2 separate regions of the Sus scrofa genome follow, and region 1 is linked to region 2. The links are chromatin contacts, called in public HiChIP or PLAC-seq maps. All regions are on one chromosome and are shown on one strand. Each heading gives the region's core, a stretch centred on a gene start, on an enhancer-like site or on the middle of the called end of the contact. The rest is flanking DNA. Distances are from core to core; before and after follow the strand shown.

The links. HiChIP or PLAC-seq counts read pairs in DNA pulled down with a chosen protein or histone mark.
Region 1: a contact with region 2 is called in an H3K27ac HiChIP or PLAC-seq map of alveolar macrophages. The contact joins two enhancer-like sites. A contact is called at or near these places in 1 of 5 promoter capture datasets (fetal liver), 1 of 47 Hi-C or Micro-C datasets (embryonic fibroblasts) and 2 of 2 datasets of contacts at active chromatin or transcription factors (alveolar macrophages and skeletal muscle).

What each region holds. Positions count from the first base shown.
Region 1 is chr2:135,144,040-135,147,635 of Sscrofa11.1, reverse strand. No RefSeq gene overlaps it. Among named protein-coding and RNA genes, the nearest start is that of SOWAHA, 6.6 kb to the right of the region's middle. Within about 2 kb of position 1,360, at least 41 of the 83 cell types and tissues checked have an H3K27ac peak or open chromatin away from gene starts, as enhancers often do. A contact at or near this core is called in alveolar macrophages, where this site is marked.
Region 2 is chr2:134,705,150-134,708,738 of Sscrofa11.1, reverse strand. All of the region lies in intron 9 of SLC22A5 (solute carrier family 22 member 5), which reads right to left. Among named protein-coding and RNA genes, the nearest start is that of SLC22A5, 46 kb to the right of the region's middle. Within about 2 kb of position 1,423, at least 7 of the 83 cell types and tissues checked have an H3K27ac peak or open chromatin away from gene starts, as enhancers often do. A contact at or near this core is called in alveolar macrophages, where this site is marked.

The sequences.
Region 1 (3,596 bases), core at 111-2,610, 440 kb before region 2:
CATTATGCTTTGCTTCTCTCCTTTGAACGCTGTGGGCGGGGTCTCGGCTCCAAGCTCCTCGGCCTAGCAGGCTCCCTGTAAGACGCTTTCTGGATGGAATCTACTGACTTCTGTCTTTTTACACCGACCCCATTGCATTCTCCCACTGGGATAGTCTTAGAAACACTTAACGCCGTCTATTAGGCCAGCGGAAATTGGGAAATTGCGTATTTCAGACACATCAGCCCCAGCCCCCAGGATGGGCATGAGAAGCAGCGTCTGCCTTTGTCTGGTTAAACTGCCTCTTTGCTGGGTTTTGCTCTGCGGAAATTGGAGGCTTCGGTGCTAGTCTCGACCAGATCGAGGGAGCACACGAAAGCAGGGCCACACCTCCCGCGCCCATCCTTCCATTTTGCCGCCGTCTCCTTCCTGCCCCCATCATCTCCTTTCCACCCACCCCTTACTCCTTCAGAGGGCAAGAAGGAGCTCACTAGGCTTGTTCGACAACAGCACAGCAAAGACTTTGGGGCCGGGGGCGGGGCAGAAGCCGGTGAATTCCACCCCCGTGGACGCTGCCAGCAGAGGGCACTGTTCTCCTGGTGATGAAAGCGTCTATCTCCACTTGACCACCCGCAGCCTCCTCAGCTCCCAGGCCGTCTCGGCTAGCCACAGGGATTTTGGCTCGTTCCAAGCAGTGTCCTTGTTGGGGCTGAGGTTAAGCCCTTTTGCTTCTAGCGGGAGGGCATTCTGGCCAGCCAGCTGTGGGCAGGGTGGTTCGCTTTCCTTTGCCACAAGCCTTTTGTTCGAAAGTCCCTGGGGAGGGGGAAGCTGGGGGGTGTCGATCTCGAGTATCAGTATCAAAAAGAGCCTTACTAAGAAATAGCAACAACAACAACAACAACAACAAAAAGACAAAAAAAAAAAAAAAAAAAAGGAGTTCCCGTCGTGGCGCAGTGGCTAACGAATCCGACTAGGAACCATGAGGTTGCGGGTTCGGTCCCTGCCCTTGCTCAGTGGGTTAACGATCCGGCGTTGCCGTGAGCTGTGGTGTAGGTCGCAGACGCGGCTCGGATCCCGCGTTGCTGTGGCTCTGGCGTAGGCCGGTGGCTACAGCTCCGATTCAACCCCTGGCCTGGGAACCTCCATATGCCGCGGGAGCGGCCCAAGAAATAGCAACAACAACAACAAAAAGACAAAAAAAAAAAAAAAAAAAAAAAAAGAGCCTTACTTAGTTCCCCAGGGTGGAAAAGACGGTTTCTCGGGGCTCTGCGGCAGTTTTCTGCCTGCGCCCCCGCCTGCTGGTCCCGCCCCCACCCGGGCGCCCGGGTGCTGCTCCCAGGCTGCGCTGAGCAAGGTTGTTGCTGGGCAACAGTAAGCCTCGTGGCCTCCTCCCCCGCTTGCCTCATCCCGCCTCCGCTGCTCCTCCTAATAGGGATTTAATGAGGGTACTTTTTACCTCCAGACTGTAAATTGCAAACCGAGTAGGGAAGCAATAACGTTCCGCGGCGCCCCAAACCAGCGCGCAATCGTGCTGGAACAGCCTGCCTGGCACCCCGCGTACCTCGGCGAGCGGCTGGTGTAAACCTCTGCGCTCCTCACGGGAGCAATTTACAGCGTTGCTCAGTCACGTGTAATTCAGAAGCTTCCTGGGCCCTTCAGGTCGAATGCGGTTGAGGACCGCAGGCGGAAGAGGTCAAAGGGGAATGTAGGGGACGGAGGCAAATGCTGTAAAGCAATCCTCCCAACGACTCTGTGGCGTGACTGTCACAGCCTGGCTGCAGATGAGACAGTCATGACGGGTGTTTATCTGTTGTCTTTGAAATTTAAGCCAGCACCAACTTCTCACTTGTCTCCCACTCCCCTCTTTGGAGGAGAAGTCTAGATAGCTCTCGCTCAAGCGCTGTCCTCTCCCTTCCCCCCGCCGTCTCTTCCTTTCCTCTTCCCTGCAGTAAATCTCAGGCCACCTCTGCTCCACAGGTTCAAGTCCAGAGGTGTGGCCGTTCTGAGACGGTGATGCCAGTCACAGCTTTTTTCACGGCAAAAAAGCTATCTGGAGAGGAACAGAGAGTCTATTTATTAAACCATTTTAAAAGGTCAAATAACTTCTTCCAGGAAAGGCCCAAAAAAAGGGGGGCAGAATATGGGTCCTGGGTGGGCCCAGCTTTATAACCATGTACATGGAGGGGTGCTTTCAGTCCAGAAGGCTGAATGACTGCTTGTTTAGATCTGGGAGGTGCGGGTGGGGATGCTGGAGGAATGTGCATGAAGAAAGGCATTGTGGGATTTCCCTTGTAGCGCAGCGGGTTAAAGACCCAGCATTGCCACTGCAGCAGTGCTGGTCACTGCTGTGGTGCAGGTTCGATCCTTGGCCCAGGAATTTCCACATGCCACTGGGTGTGGCCAAAAAAGAAAGAAAAAGGTGACATTCTAACTTAAAGCATTTTCATTTTCAGAATATGGGATAATTTTCCTTTTGTGAGAATACATTTCGTTGGTAGAGTTAGTGTTGTTTATATATATATATATATATATATATATATATATATATATATATATATAAATGCTACATAGTAAAAGAATGGTGATCATGGAGAGCAGAGCCACAAATAAGATTCGGTTTTGGAATTAGCCAGCTATCCCTTTGGGACCAACTGGGCACTCCCTAGTGTTTCCGGATGGCATTGCAGTTTACGAAGAATTCTACTTACTGATTCCCTGTGTTTCTGCCTCTCCACAGCCTGTAGGATGGGTACTGCCAGTCTCATAGAGAGGGGGAGATGGAGCTTGGGGAATTGGTTTATTTGCCTAAGGTCACTAAATGAATAAAGGGCTAAAATGAGCCCTTCTTGCTTCTCTGCAACAGGACAGTGTAAGGGAAAAGAGCACCAGGATAGCGTCTGGACTGTGACAGCTACTGTGAGGTCTGGACAAGTTACTTACAGTTTCCCTAGGCTTCAGCTTATTCTTTTTTTTTTTTTTTTTTTTGCTTTTTAGGGTTGCACCCGAGGCATATGGAGGTTCCCAGTAGGCTAGGGGTCCAATCAGGAGTATAGCTGAAGGCCTACACCACAGCCACAGCAACCCAGGATCTGAGCTGCATCTGTGACCTACACCACAGCTCACGGCAACACCGGATCCTTAACCCACTGAGCAAGGCCAGGGATTGAACCTCAACCTCATGGTTCCCAGCTGAATTCGTTTCTGCTGTGCCACGATGGCAACTCCAAGTAACTTCATTTTTAAAGTGAGGAAACTGAAGAGTTCCCGTTTTGGCTCAGCGGAAACAAACCCGACTAAGAACCACGAGGTTGCAGGTTTGATCCCTGCCTCGCTCAGTGGGGCCTCGCTCAGTGAGGTAAGGATCTGGTGTTGCCGTGAGCTATGGCGCAGGCCAGCAGCTACAGCTCTGATTCTACTCCTAGCCTGGAACCTCCATATGCTGCAGCTGCGGCCCTAAAAAGACCAAAAAAAAAAAAATTCAAATTACTCCGAGTACATACCTTGTAAGGTGGTGGTTAATACCTGCAAAGTGTTTAGAAGTGTGCCCCACACTTAGCAAACACAGGTCATATATGCCTTACCCATACCCTGGTCTCCATCAGGTGTGTGGAATAGGA
Region 2 (3,589 bases), core at 174-2,673:
TAAATATACACCCACCAAGACCAAGTACCTTGGAGTGTACTAAGGGGTGACAAGGAAGTCTTGAGGGCACTATCTCTCCAGGGCTTTGCAGCAGGCCACAGGGACCTAACTGGATTCTTGGAGCATATAAGGACCCAGGAGTGCCCGAAGATGGCAAATACCAAGCAGTACTGTTAAGGTTAGAACAGGTTAATTTAAAAATAGCTATATGTATATATTGTTTTTCTAGGGAGGAAATTAGCATGTTTATTAATGCAAAACACAAAAATTTCCTGTAGTAACAAGAGTCCGGGGACAATTTATTTGGAAATATTTCATCCAATATTTTTGGAGATTCACACACACACACACACACACACATGCTTTCTCTGAAACATTAGGATACTATGCATATTTTTCTTTTATAACCAGTTTTGTTTTACATAATGGTATATAATTTTCCCATGTCATTAAATATACTTTAAGGAGTTCCCGTCGTGGTGCAGTGGTTAACGAATCCGACTAGGAACCATGAGGTTGCGGGTTCGATCCCTGCCCTTGCTCAGTGGGTTAACGATCCGGCGTTGCCGTGAACTGTGGTGTAGGTTGCAGACACGGCTCGGATCCTGCGTTGCTGTGGCTCTGGTGTAGGCCAGTGGCTACAGCTCCGATTCGACCCCTAGCCTGGGAACCTCTATATGCCGTGGGAGCAGCTCAAGAAATAGCAAAAAGACAAAATAAATAAATAAATAAATAAATAAATAAATATACTTTAATAGTTGGCACTATTCCATCGTTGGATGGTATCAAAAATCACGTAACTAACCCCTACTGTTGGACAACTGAGCTGTTTCTAATTTTATGATAACAGAAGTCGCACTGGGAGGAACAGCTCCATATATTACAACATCTCTCCATTTAAAATCTGTGTCTAAAGCTCAGATTATTGGTTCCTTTTGTGGCACAGTGGAAACAAATCTGACTAGGAACCATGAGGTTGCAGGTTTGATTCCTGGCTTTGCTCAGTGGGTTAAGGATCCGGAGTTGCCACAAGCTGTGATGTAGGTCACAGATGCAGCTGGGATCTGGCATTGCTGTGGCTGTGGCCGCTAGCTGTAGCTCCACTTCGATCCCTAACATGGGAACCTCCATATGCCACAAGTGTGGCCCTAAAAAGCAAAAAAAAAAAAAAAAAGGATTTTAAAAAGCAAAACTTATTTACTATTATAAATGGAAAACCAGCATCATATGTCATAAAGGCAGTCATACAATGGAAAACCTAACAGTGTCATGAAACTAGCACTGATACTTCTATCCCTTTTCTCATCCCTTTCTATGAAATGGGAGAGTAGGAAGGCTTAAAAAGTTCTTAAAGTCATACTAGCACTAAGCTGAGATTTTTCTCCTTCCCTTGATCAGGAGATTGGAAAGGAGCTGACTAGAGGAGTCACTTCCTCTCTATGGGAGTCAGTGTTAGACGAGGTCACAAATGTGTACCACATAAAATTACCCTGCACCGCCTGAAATAAACCCAAAGGGAAACATGTTTTAGGATACATGTCTGGAAGTAGAATTACTGGGATAAAAGGTATGGACACTTTCCAAAAGTTTTGATAAATTCCATCCAAGTTAGTTTTACCATAGGTTTACTATGACAGTGCCCATTTTACTTTACCCTCAAGCACTAAGAGTTATAAACAAAAATGTTAAGCTTTTCAGTAAAAGATATTCAGCAGATGAATTTTCAAAGCTACTTTCGTATTCCTCCAGCAAGTCTCTGACCCTAGGGGAGGACAATTATATGAACCTTCAGATAGTGGTAAATTTACACAAACTGATATTGCACTTGGTTTCACCAAGCTAAAGTAAACTCAGTAAAGCATGAGTAAGTGACTTTAGCATTTGCAAATATTTTAGAATGTTTTTGTGCTGGCAAAGGTCAAATGAGGATCAGAAGAGCATGGATTCCAAAGTATACTTTGGAGAAATAAGAGACCCAAAGGAAAATTACTTTTGAGACACAAATAACTACAAATTTTCAGTAAGTCAAGGAAAACTCTAAAAGAAACATATGTTTAAGCCTTCCTATCTTGGTATGATATGTAGCTGCACAAGTAGATTACAGATTAACGCAACTGTTAAGAAAAGACTTTTAAAATAGAAAACTAAAAGTTTATTTTAAGCATGAAGAGTTAGTAACAACAGAAAGCTTGCAGATTATTTCAATAATTCCTTGGCAGACACGTGCATATATGCGCCTGTGGGACAGAAGAGAATTAAAAACATGCTAAAAAGTTTCTTATGTTTGGAATGAAACTAGAGGGTCTGATTAATTTTTAGCATTTATAGGAAAATATGTTTACCTATGCTTGAGAATTTAATGAGGGGTCCTATTCAAGTCACTAAATAAAATGAAGGAAGGAATGAGGACAAAAACACCTTGATGAATCCAGAAGTAGTTTGTAAGAAAAAAGCTCAGAGAACTCATGATAAATTGATGCCAAAACAAGATGGCAGAAATAAGGCCACATTTACCAGTGATCGAAATAAATATGAATGAATTAAATTTTACCATTAGACTTTCAAACTAAATGCCCAATAATGGAAAATGGATAAATAAATCATGATACTACATTTTAAAGAAAATGTGTATCTGTGTGTGTATATGGCACAGAACGAGGTCTGACTTAAATAGCTCAGAAAGTGGTAGAAAAATATATAAGCGCAGAAAAGAATCTAGAAAAAAACACCAATTTGGTAACTGGTTGCCTATACAGAGTAGAATTACAGGGGACAGGAGTGGACTTCCCCATCTCACTTTATGAATGTCACTAATAGCATGTAACCAGAGAAAGAAGAAGAAATGGGATAATAAATATAAGGGCAGAATCATGAAACAGAGGATACAGAGGACAAAAAATAAAGGTGGTTAACAAAACCCAAAGTATTTCTGTGAAAATAAACAAACATCTAGGGAAACGGATGAAGAATAACTGATAGAAGGTGTATAGGGGGAACTACAGGGGGAAAAAAGGAAATGACAAATATAATAGACATTAAAAAACATACAATAATAATAAAAATAACTATGATAACACATTTCAAAAACTGATAAAATGAATACATTTCTAGAAAAATTGCCAAAATCCACACAAAAATTATTGACAATGTGAACAGCTATTTAAGACAGTGAAGTACCTTTTAGAACTTCTTCCCCATAAAAATCTTAGGCCTGGAAGGTCTTACAAGCACATTCTAATAAATTCTAAAAAACAGACAATTTCTATCTTAAATGCATTGCTTCAAAAAACAGAAAAAAAGGAGGAAACACTGTCTAACTTAAGGTTACTAAAACTTTGAAATTTGTAATATGGACTGCTCTAAAAAAAAAGAAAAATACAGGTCAGTCTCACTGATAAACATGGATGCTAAACACCTAAGTAAAATATTATTTAATCAAATCCAAAAGTGCATTCAGAAAATTACATGATAAGATAACAAAGAAATGAATTTTTAAAGTCAGAAAAATCTTTCGATATAACTCACCACATTTATGGTTTACAGAACAAGTTACTAGTGCCCACCATTTCTCTGTTCTCCTTTTCCTCCT